2 separate regions of the Triticum aestivum genome follow, and region 2 is linked to region 1. A link is a contact called in public Hi-C data. All regions are on one chromosome and are shown on one strand. The core of a region is the stretch at or near the end of the contact, and the rest is flanking DNA. Distances in the headings are between cores, read along the strand shown.

Evidence for each region. A called contact is a pair of places that touch in the nucleus more often than the background predicts.
Region 2: a contact with region 1 is called in a Hi-C map of leaf, with 5 times the contacts expected there. The contact joins two enhancer-like sites. A contact is called at or near these places in 3 of 5 Hi-C or Micro-C datasets (all in leaf).

What each region holds. Positions count from the first base shown.
Region 1 is chr6A:226,737,564-226,743,468 of IWGSC CS RefSeq v2.1, reverse strand. No RefSeq gene overlaps it. Among protein-coding and RNA genes, the nearest start is that of LOC123127342, 120 kb to the right of the region's middle. Within about 2 kb of position 2,603, at least 2 of the 8 cell types and tissues checked have an H3K27ac peak or open chromatin away from gene starts, as enhancers often do. A contact at or near this core is called in leaf, where this site is marked.
Region 2 is chr6A:227,244,651-227,250,399 of IWGSC CS RefSeq v2.1, reverse strand. It overlaps the pseudogene LOC123127344. Among protein-coding and RNA genes, the nearest start is that of LOC123130583, 130 kb to the right of the region's middle. Within about 2 kb of position 3,724, at least 5 of the 8 cell types and tissues checked have an H3K27ac peak or open chromatin away from gene starts, as enhancers often do. A contact at or near this core is called in leaf, where this site is marked.

The sequences.
Region 1 (5,905 bases), core at 1,354-3,853:
GCTATGACTTTGCTATGCTTAATGCTTGTCACTAGGGTCCAAGTGCCATGATTTCAGATCTGAACCTATTATGTTTTCATTAATATATTTGAGTTATTGATCCTATCTTGCAAGTTGTAGACACCAATTACGAGTTATGATCTGCATACCCCAAGGTGACAATAATTGTGATTCTTTCCGGTGATTACCGTAGTTTGAGGAGTTCATGTATTCACTAAGTGCTAATGCTTTGCTCCGGTTCTCTATTAAAAGGAGGCCTTAATATCCCTTAGTTTTCATTAGGACCCCGCTTCCATGGGAGGGTACGACAAAAGATGTCATGCAAGTTCTTTTCCATAAGCACGTATGACTATATACGAAATACATGCCTACATTATATTGATGAATTGGAGCTAGTTTTGTGTCACCCTAGGTTATGACTGCTACATGATGAATATCATCCAACACAATTATCATTGCCGATCCATTGCCTACGAGCTTTTCGCATATTGATCTTTGCTAAGTTACTTTCATTGCTACTACTGTTGCAATCACTACAAAACTGCCAACGTTACTTTTGCCATTGTTATCGTTACTTCCATACTACTTTGCTACTAAATATTTTGCTGCAGATATTAAGTCTTTCAGGTGTGGTTGAATTGACAACTCATCTACTAATACTCGCGAATATTCTTTGGCTCCCCTTGTGTCGAATCAATAAATTTGGGTTGAATACTCTACCCTCGAAAATTGTTGTGATCCCTATACTTGTGGGTTATCAGTGGTTTCAATCATAGCACTAACACCAAGCAACATGTTGCAACGGATGTTGTCGACGTCGGGGAAGAAGCCATCCGCACCCATGGTGAATAAGAGTCCAGCAGTCAAGCGAACCACCACGCTGGCGAGGTGGATGGTGCCGGAGAAGGAGCGTGTGTATGTGCCATCTTCACAAGCTCTTAGTGGTGTGTGTGAAGCAACCGACCTTATACGTTAGTATCCCACACCCTCCACTAGTACGACATGTCTAAACTTTTCACGCACATTGTCATGTAGGATAGGGCCATACAAGCCTCTGGAATTTTTTCTAGGAATTATTTGAAATAATATTGCAATAAATCTTCAATAGTTCCAACAAAAGGTAGTTTTTTTAGATATTTTATGCCATTTGCCACACATCATGCTTCATTCAAACTAGAGACTACTCTCCCCTCCTCCTCCAGCGGCTTCACCTTCCGGAGTGAGTGAGGAGGTTGGGCCTCTTTACAGGGTAGTTATAGGTGTAGACTTGCCCATGGGGCAACTGATGTTATGTCGTTAGATTGCAAGGCTCCGGTGCTTGCGTGCATTTCCCGATGCTTGTTGGCGTCGTCCTCAACCTCTCCTCCATGGTGGAGGTGGACCGATGGTTGTAGGTCCGGCACTTCCTACCTCAATAAGCACTGGGTTGCGCCAGGTGGTGTGGTTGTTCCCCTCTTCTTCTGCAGTCGCGGTACCGGCAAGGAGAGGTGTTGGAAGGTTCACCTTGACCTGGCCTCCTAGTGCTTGACCTCACTGGGCCCAAGCTTATGGCACAGGCGGAGTCATCCCTGAATTTGGGGAGGAGCCCCTAGCGTCCTGCTGGACGGTGGCGGAGACAGTGGAACAGCAGGGGCATTGCCCCCATAACATCACTGATTTGCTCCTAATTTAGAGATGAACAATGCCAAATTTGGAAAAACATTACCTGCATTACTGTAGTTTGTCCCCTGAAATCAAAAGTTTGTGTCATTTGTCCCCCCTATTTTTAATTCCTAGCTCTATCACTGAAGGCATACTATGGGGATCATACACATCATTGTCCATGGATTTGGAGGAGCCATGGAGCCCTTGTCGGCTGGCCGGCTATCTCTAATGATTCGTCGCATCCTCGGGCCAGAGGGCGGTGAATTTCATTCCTCCTAACAATGATGTCATTTGGGACGAACTGATGCTTCAAGGTGGTGTCTACGACGACATGATGTAGAAGTTTCGGCAGACCAATTGGTCTGGTCCCCGATGCCGACGAGATTGGAGCCAAGGGATGCAGCTTTGGATGTGATCACCTTTTTTTTCTGTCCAGGGTCATCTTTGTAAATTTCTGAGACATGTTTGTTCTTCCTTCCTCCTATAGGGTCATGTGTGTGAGATGCTTGATTAAACGAAGAAGATTACCGGACAATATATTTTGCAAGAGGTAGGTGCGTAACACTTAGGGCGAATTAATGGGCTTGTGGTGGTTACCCCGTTCCGGTTGGGTGCAATGGACCATCTTGGCAAATCACATCACGTCAGTGTTAATTAGCCGGCTGTTTACTTGGCTCCGTAGTGGCACACCTGAGGCTCTCCATGTTCCCTCGCGCGCGAGAGCATCTCAGCTAACGTACCAGGAAGGTGCGCCAAGACTGTGACTGCCACTGCCTTGGCACGCATTAAACATGCATGACGATGGCCATGCGACCGTGTGTTTTTTGTTTCTGATGAAAAATAGCCTCCCGTTTTTCCATGACATGTGACAGCACGAATTGTTCCTGCATGTGGCGTACCGTGAAAAGGCTCGACCCGTGCCTTGCATAGAATACTGCAAGCGCAACGAATACCTGTCCTGTTACGACCTGTAGGTAGAGCCGCCTAGGTCCCCAATCATCACGCCTCCCCTCCTTCTGGACGCCATTACCGATGATCCACTTGACAAGAACTGGCCAACACATCCACGGACGGGCCCGGGGGTGCACAATTAAGCAAGGAATGCTCGTGCTGCTGTGTTCTCAGACGAGATCACCCGATCGATCGATATCCTTCCATGCAAGACTTACATCTCTTCGTTCAAGCGTACAGATACAGTCACGGGTAACGTTGTCATATGAGGTCAGCAGCTGACCGTGCCAATGCGGTCGACATCCTTCCATGGAATGACTGTTCAAGGGTGCACACACATTTTTCGGTAATGTTGTCATATGAGGTGACAGTTGTGTAAACTTCTCCGGCAAGGCTAGGCTAGGCTAGCCCGGTGGGTCGTACTGATCTTTTGTACGGCCCCATCCCCTGTGCGTGCGTGCGTGCATGACCACGCGGTGGAGCGTCTTGTTCTCGTGACACTGCTAGTTGCTCTTGCGCGGCCGCTGATTTGCTGTTGGTTTTGTGATATTTGGGCGTTCAATGTGGCGCCCTGTGACAAGTCACAACGAAGCCCAAGAAAGATTTCTAGAAGCAAACTAGTAAGCGTGCATGTGCAACGCACGTCTCAAACGTAAAACAAGTGAATTTACATAATATAAAAAAATTAACGTTTTTAAAAATATAAATCAAATGGATACACAATGTTAGATGTCGCTCAAATTGTATTTCACAAACGAGACACAATAGTGGTTATGTTGCTGCATAGAGTAATAGCAGGAAAATATTCTCATTTAAATAAAATCAGCAATTATTTATTAATGCAGTAATATAGGCATGTAGTATAGTCTTCTCTTCGAGTGTAGCCAAGAAAAAAAAATATAAACTGCCTTACGGTGCAATTATATTGTTCAAGATGCTTAATTCTCGAATCTTATTTTATTCTACCAATCTGCATAGCAAAATATATATTTGTACTAATTTGGATCAAATTATATATTTTTTTTGGTTGTGTGGACTGCCAAAATTATATAGCTACCTACGATGGATAATAGGAAATAGAAGATGATATGTGACTACAACGACTTCTATATGAAATAAAGATGATTTACAAGAACTAATTGAAATGCAAAAGGGCTAAAAGAAATCCAATAATTATCATGATAGAAAATATTTATCCGGTTTTGTATGTGTTTATGCGTTGGCAACCATACTAACTTACAATGATGTAAGACGCTTTGTACGTATAGAAACTGAAATGAGTTATGAAGAAAAATAAAGATGGAAGAAAAAGTATTCTAGAGTATTTGTCAAGCTTAACCTTATCGAGCTTTCAGGTCAGCTTCTAAATTACAAAAAAATGATGAATCCTCAAATAAGAAAGAGCCAACAATTTGCAACATGCTACAAAACTGGTGAAGATAGAAAGCATTCATCCTCTTTTTCCTTGTTGTAAGGAGTAGCTTCAGCATACATTTGTAACTGTGTAATACCTGATCCGGAAAAAGTTGTTCATTATTATTATTATTGGAGGAAAGAGGCGCGCAGACAAAAAAAGAGAGGCGGTGCAAATAAGGCCTTAAACAGCATGTGACCCGTTTTAGATGTATAGAATCATATAACTGAAATAGTAGTACATCTTCAATATCTTGCCTCCTACTGAATCTTACATAATTTACTGGATTGCTATGCAATTATGTTAAAGTGACGCGTGTAAAGTTTTCTCTAAGAATGAATCGTATATTCTGGTTTCCAACCTATCCCTGGAGATAGTGCCTAGGCAGCGCAACCCACCTTAATTCCAGGTAAAGTAACGTCATATGTAAAACACACACTGATCAAATAGTACAAATAAGGCAATTATAATCAAGGGGATGTCGTTACCTCTTGATACGGTCCAGTTTAATGCATATGGTGGTACGAAGTAAAGCCCAAGGAAGTCGACATGAACATGAGAAATAATCATGGGAAATAGACTCTGCATCTTGACTTCTTCAGTATCCCTCTTGATCCTACTTTGTAAGACAAGATTGCTGCATTCTTATGTACATGCCATATATAATTACACATTTTCAGTACAACAATCGGCAACCTAAGATAATCCCAAATCTATAATTCTAGATTGCTTGAAGCCCCACGATTCTTATTTAATATGTAATGCACGTGCACCCACTGAACAGACACTTTGTCGGTGTGGGTGCTGCGAACGGCGCTGAAGTCAACGCAGATGCCGATGGTTACCGGAGACTATGCCCTGGACGTGGATGAAGTCGTCGCAGTAGCGGCAGAAGAGCGACTGGCCTCCAAACAGAAGACGATGGCGGCGATAGCATGTGTGTTTCCGGAGGAAGACGAAGCTCCTCGCGCTTCCCCCATCGTGGCTAGCGTGCATGATGGCGGCAAGCGGCTCGCGATTAGCTTCCTAATAGGATGGATGTGTCCGAGATAAATTTTTTAATAGGATGGATTTGTTTGAGATTAGTTTCCTAATAGGATGGATGCACTCTGATTTAGTTTTCTAAAATAGGATGCATCCGTGATTATTAGTTTCCTAATTGCTCAGGCGTGGAGTTTCATATTTTTCTACACGGTGGAGTACGGTCAGTCAATGTAAATTGCTAAGTGGATTTGTTTGAGATTAGTTTCCTAATATGATGGATGCACTCTGATTTAGTTTTCTAAAATAGGATGCATCCGTGATTATTAGTTTTCTAATTGCTCAGACGTGGAGTTTCATATTTTTCTACACGGTGGAGTACGGTCAGTCAATGTAAATTGCTAAGTGCATACAGAAAATGGTTTAGGTTAAGGTTAATCGTTAGATTGATTTTAGTGGCCTAATCGTGCGGTGATATTGGATCTGTGTATGCTTTGTGGAGTGTGTTTAAAGAAGTTCTTGTTTGATTATTTAATAGTAGTATAGATAAATGGTCCCGGGGATACCCGTTCACATAATCAGGTCCATCAAATATCAAGATCATAAACATGTGCGTGTGGGAGTCCGTAGCTATCCTACAGACAAAACTACAATAGTTACAAACTAATTTTAGGTTTGAGAGCACATTTTGTTACAGGCGTGTGTGGGACTCGTTGTTAAGGCAAAACAGCCGATATTTTCACCGCAAAGTTACAAAATTTAAATCTAAATTTCGAAGCTTTGCATGGCAGAATGGGTGGCAGTTCCTATTTCCCGTGGAAAAGCGCACACGGTATGGGCCAGCCAATGTACGGGCTTCGCTCGTGTCTTTCTCCAGCGGCTTTGGAAGGGTTCTAGATCCTTCCTGAACCATTT
Region 2 (5,749 bases), core at 2,475-4,974, 510 kb before region 1:
TTATTTATGTTTATGTTGTTATGAACGGTTATACTCTACTTGGACATGGGCTAGTCCAATTTGTGCATAATTCATAAGCACCTTGCATCCGACATAGTTCTATGCTTCACTTAGTTCAATATGGCACTGCCTATTCTCCTGCTATTCTGGAGCTACCTAGATTTCTTCTATATGTTTCATTTATGATTCATATGCCAAGTTGGTGGGATTACCAAATACTCGACATAGGTGAACAGTGACCAATTAGTAGTAGGTATAAACACAACAATGTTCACCGACCCACACTCCTAACATAAATTATGTTTTCTAAACCTGGCTAATTATTTCTTCATTTGTTGGGATTGAAAACTGTATAGGCGTCAGGTTGCTAATCCAACAAGGCCTACAAGAACCCTGACCTCTTTGACCCGTGCTGTGAGGAGAGGTAAGTGTCTCTTGTATCATAGATTTGATTATTTCTGTCACATAGGTAGAGTAGATTGACCTACTTCTCCTTGTGCAAATGTTGCACAGGGGGTGAAAATGCAGGAGCCGATGGCAATGGGAATTCTAATGACTTCTCAACAAAGTTACTCCATCTTGCGTGGCACCCAACTGAGGATTCCATTGCGTGTGCTGCTGGGAATAGCTTGTACATGTATTATGCATAGGGAATGTGCTAGAGAAGATTCACTGTTTTTGGTTTGTTCAATGTGAAAGCTTGGGCCTTGCACATGCAACCAGGGAAATGGTGCAGGACATTGTCGTCAATTCCGTGATTGGGGTCGAAAGAGGCGGTTGGCACCCACGGGATGGATATCCTTCAACTCCAAGCATAGCAGACTATTTCCTTCTGATTCTTTAGTAAATGTGAAACACAAATTCTAATCGCACCAAAGTTTTTGGGTCCCAAGATATGATTGTAGCTGCATGTGTAGCCAAAACACCAGCAGTTGGAGGACAGAGCAGAAGATAGCAAGTCTGATTCTAATTTCACTTGGTCACAGGAAATATCTGCTTACTGTGGATGTAAGAAATTTGCTTCTCTTCAAATGTAATGTAATGCCGCCTAGCCAGGGTTAACCATCTGCTGTCACCAACGGTGAAACATCTGTGGACATAAATTATGACTTGTAGTTCTCCCCCCTTGTTCTTTTGTTGGTGGTCCAAACTTACAATAAGTTTGCAGGTGTGACTCAACTCCTGCTGCATGTGATCGGCTGTGACCTATAAGTTGTATATGCTACATTTTGCCATGCAAAACTCACAACTAATGATATGAATTCTTGAGTATTCATGTCTGGCCTGTGCAATATCTATGCATTTTTGCAATCCTCTTTAGATTATGCATCAATTTTATTACAGTGTAATGCCAGGACACTCTGACTAGCTCCTTGCCAGAAGAATATTTGTTTTTTTTCTATGTACACACTTCACTTGATTTGTAGTATTGGAATTCTTATATAGTACTGACCTAAACGTTCTTATATACTCCCTCCTTCCAAAATAAGTGTCAACTTTGTACTAACTTTTGTGCAAAATTGTACTAAGTTTAAGACACTTATTTTGGGATGGAGGGAGTATTAAGTTTACAGAGTAATTTTTTTCATGATGTTTTTTCTCTTTATGTATGTTGTTTATTCAGTTTTGCTAAAACACATCTAGATGTGCCCTAAGTATTGCATATCTAAGTCATGTATCATTAATTTTACATGAAGATTCATGCAGACATTTACTTTTGCCTTTTTTCTTTTTCTTTGTAGTGTGATTTGATTGCTTAGATGTGCAATAACTAGGACAAACCCTTGTTTATTTGTAGGATTGGAATCCTTAGGATGTTTTTCCTGAGGATAGTGACAGTGTTTTGGAGTAAATTGCCGTCCACTGATATTTGTTCCACAATATATATGCATGACTAGCACATATGCCCATGTGTTGCACTTGCACTGGTACAAAAAATTAACGCGTCCATTAGCGCGGCAATGGTACCATCCGAGGTAAAAAATTGGTTGTGACCATACTCAAGTTTCCAATGATTTTTTTCTACCCGGTGGCTGCGCACGCACTGCGGCATAAAAAATGCATATCAATAAGGCCGCTGCTACAAATCATCCGACTTATTTCCTCTGAAAATCAGTTGGGTCCGTAGTCCTCCGATTCATCCATAGATGGGCTAAGCACATCAGCCCGCTCTCGTCTTTCTCCTCCCGAGTCAACAAACCCAAATGTCGCACTTAGCAGCCTACCATCCCCCTGGCCGCCCTCTCTGTTGCTGCCAAACAGTGTCGCCGCTTCAGCACTGCTGCAGAGTAGAAGAACCACCCCGTGGCCGGCGACGACGTGGATTCAATGCAGCACCGGTGGCCGGCGACGACGTGGCTTCAATGCAGCACCGGTGGCCGGCAACGATGTGGCTTCATTGCAGCGCCGGTGGCATTCATTGGAGCACCGGGGCCGGCGACGTGGCTCATTGGAGCACCGGTGGCCGACGACGAGGGCTTCATTGCAGCTCCAATGAAGCTCCATTGCAGCCGCGGCGGAGCTCCAACGACCCAGACGACGCTCCATTGCAGCCGCGACGGAGCTCCAACGACCCGGACGACGCTCCATTGAAGCCCCGGGCGCGCTTCATTGGAGCGCCGACGTCAACGGCGAACGCTGCTACGCAGCACACGACAGTCATGGCGGAAGCTGCGACGTAGCACGCGCCGGCGATGGGGGAAGCTGCTATGCAGCGCGGGGGTGCTGTGGTGCAGCTTCGGCAGCTCTTCAAAGCATCCATGTCGGAGCTTCAACGACCTCGCGCGGTGCTCCAGCGAGGATGAATCAGGCGACGCCGACGGTCGTCACCTCCTCTGCTGCGACGCAGCGCGCGGCGACGACGAGCGAAGCAGCGATGCAACACGGTAATGCTGGGATGCAGCTCCGGTGACACTTCAAAGCAGCCATGGCGGAGCTTCAGCGACCTCGTGCGGTGCTCGTCGACAGTCGTCCCCTACTCCGCTGCAGTGATGCTGCTTGCTCACCTCTGCCGCGTGACCAACGAGAGAAAGGGGAAGGGAGCGGTTGGCACCCCCCCCCCCCCCCCCCCCCCAGCGACACGTGGTTTGCAGAGAGAGCGGCTCACGCGAGAAACTTTTCATCCGACTGATTCTAAACGTTTTCCTATCAATAATGCATCTCTAAAGATCAATTTAGGATATTTTTTTAAGCTGCCTTTGTGAGCACGTAGGATGTTTTTGTTTTAAATAAATTCTCTTTGGTTGGTCATATATGACTATGTGACTTTCTTTCTTCCGCGTAGTGTACATAGGACCCATATCTCTTATTGTCAGATCCAGCTATAGCTAAGTTAATTCTTCTTTTTTGTAGTGTACATAGGACCCATATCTCATCCTCCACTTCTTGTTTGTGCCTTGGCTTGTGACTATTGCAATTTACGAAGGTATATAAGTTGGTAGAATTTCTGTAAAGAGACAGGATGGGACTATTAATTAGTACTCCCTCTGTAAACTAATATAAGAGCGTTTAGATCACTATTTTAGTATTTTAAACGCTCTTATATTAGTTTACGGAGGGAGTAATAAAGGAATTCTATTTCTCGGTGACGCCCTCGGTGACAAGGAATTCTATTTCTAAGGTGGCACTAACTCTGTTTTTCTAGGCATTGGCACTAACTCTGTTGGCTGGCACTTTAAGGTATGTGGGGCTGCACAGATCAATTAGTGGCCCATATATAACAGCAAAACCTGGCCCAGGTGTACGCTGCTGGATATAATAAGGTGGGATGTATGAGAGGGAGCTCCTATGCAGCGCTGCAGGCGCCCGTTAACGATCCGGCGCCTGCAGCGCTGCTAGCATCAGCCGGCCCACTAGCGTCTGTCCCAGTTTTTTATTTTTTTATTTTTTTGTTACGAAAATACAAATATGAAATCAAAAAAGGTTTACAGATTTAAAGAAAAATGGTTCATCCATTTTAAATAAAAGATTCGTATCTTTAAAAAAGGTTCATCAATTTTGAAAAAAGTTCATCAATTTGAAAAAAAGTTCATTCAAATTGAAAAAAAGTTCATCCAATTTAGAAAAAGTTCATAAAATTTGAAAAAAGTTTATAGAAATTCAAAAAAAGTTCATGTATTTTTAGAAAAAGTTCATTAAACTTAAAAAAGTTCATAAATAAAAAAATTCATCCATTTTCAAAAAGATGTTCATCAAATTTCAAAGTAGCTCATCGATATTCAAAAAAGTTCATCAACCTACAAAAAAACTGTTGAAATTTTTAAAAAGTTCATATATATTCAAAAAAGTTCACAGAATTTTCAAAAAAGAAAATGTCAACCGGCGCATAGATGGGCCAGCGCATAGGCGCCAAATAGGAAATGCCCATACGAGACCGGAGGACTCTCGATCGTGTGCTCGATCAGGAGACGTGCGAACCCAGGTAATATTAATGACCTACCGCACTACGCGGGACGAAACTAAGAATATCACTTTGTTTAATAGTAGGTATAGATATAGAATAGATATAGATATAGATATAGATTTGAAGATTTTGGTGAAGGGGAGCACAAATGGAAGTCTCGGCAATATGCATAATTTGGAGATTTTGGTGGATGCATGTTTCCGATATTCAACTGGATAGGCTTGGCAATGTTCAGCCAAATGGGTGTATCACTGCTGGCCCAACCGAATGATCCTTTGGAGAGAGGACTCAGGTCGTCGGAGCTTGTTACGCCTAAGAGCATCTTCAACAGCTGTGTGACGTGCTAAAAAATCGTTTACAATGTTGTAGTCGTGAGTTTTTGCGTGGCGAAGAGCACTTGCTTCAGCGGCCGCTGGAAAGTATAGCGCGCACGAGCCGCTCCAGTAGCTGCTGCAAAAAAACTGCGCATGCACTCTAGCACAAACAATATATGCACTTCAAACAGAACCAAAAAGATCAAACACAAATAAAATAAATCAACAATAAATAGTTCAATTTTATTATTACAACTCAAACAAATAGTTTATCTAGCAATACAACAAATAGTTCAACAATACAACATCAAACATACAAATCATGATGCTCTTTGTCGGCCATTCTATGTCCACCACGTCTCGATAAGATCCTTCTGAAGATCATCATGCGTTTCAACACGTTGAATGGCATGATAGGAGGCAACAAATCAGGCCACCCTCGCAGCCCTCCGCCGCACTCGCACGGATGTCCCAAGAGCTCATACTGAGAGTAGTATAAATTTTGGCCACGCTCATTCTTGATGATCATATTGTGCATGATCACACAAGCATGCATGTTGTATCAAAGCATCTTTTGATCCCAAAATCTAGCCGGTCCTGTAACAATGGCAAATTGGGCTTGCAAAATTCCAAAAGCTCTCTCCACATCTTTCCTAGCCGCCGCCTGAGCATTGTGGAAATCAAGTTTTTTTCTTACATTTCGGTTTTTTCAACGGCTTCACAAATGTTTGCCACTTTGGGTAGATGCCATCCGCAAGATAGTAGCCATAGTTGTATGTATGGCCATTTGCTACAAACTGCACCGATGACAGTTCACCATTTGTAATCTTATTCATGAGTGGTGACCGATTAACAACATTGATATCATTCAAAGATCCAGGCATTCCAAAAAAAACATGCCAAATCCAAGTCTCTTGATCGACCACTGCTTCAAGGATTATAGTGGAATCCCTTTTTTGGCCGTGGAATTGGCCATGCCATGCCTTAGGACAGTTCTTCCAACTCCAATACATGCAATCTATTGAGCTAAGCA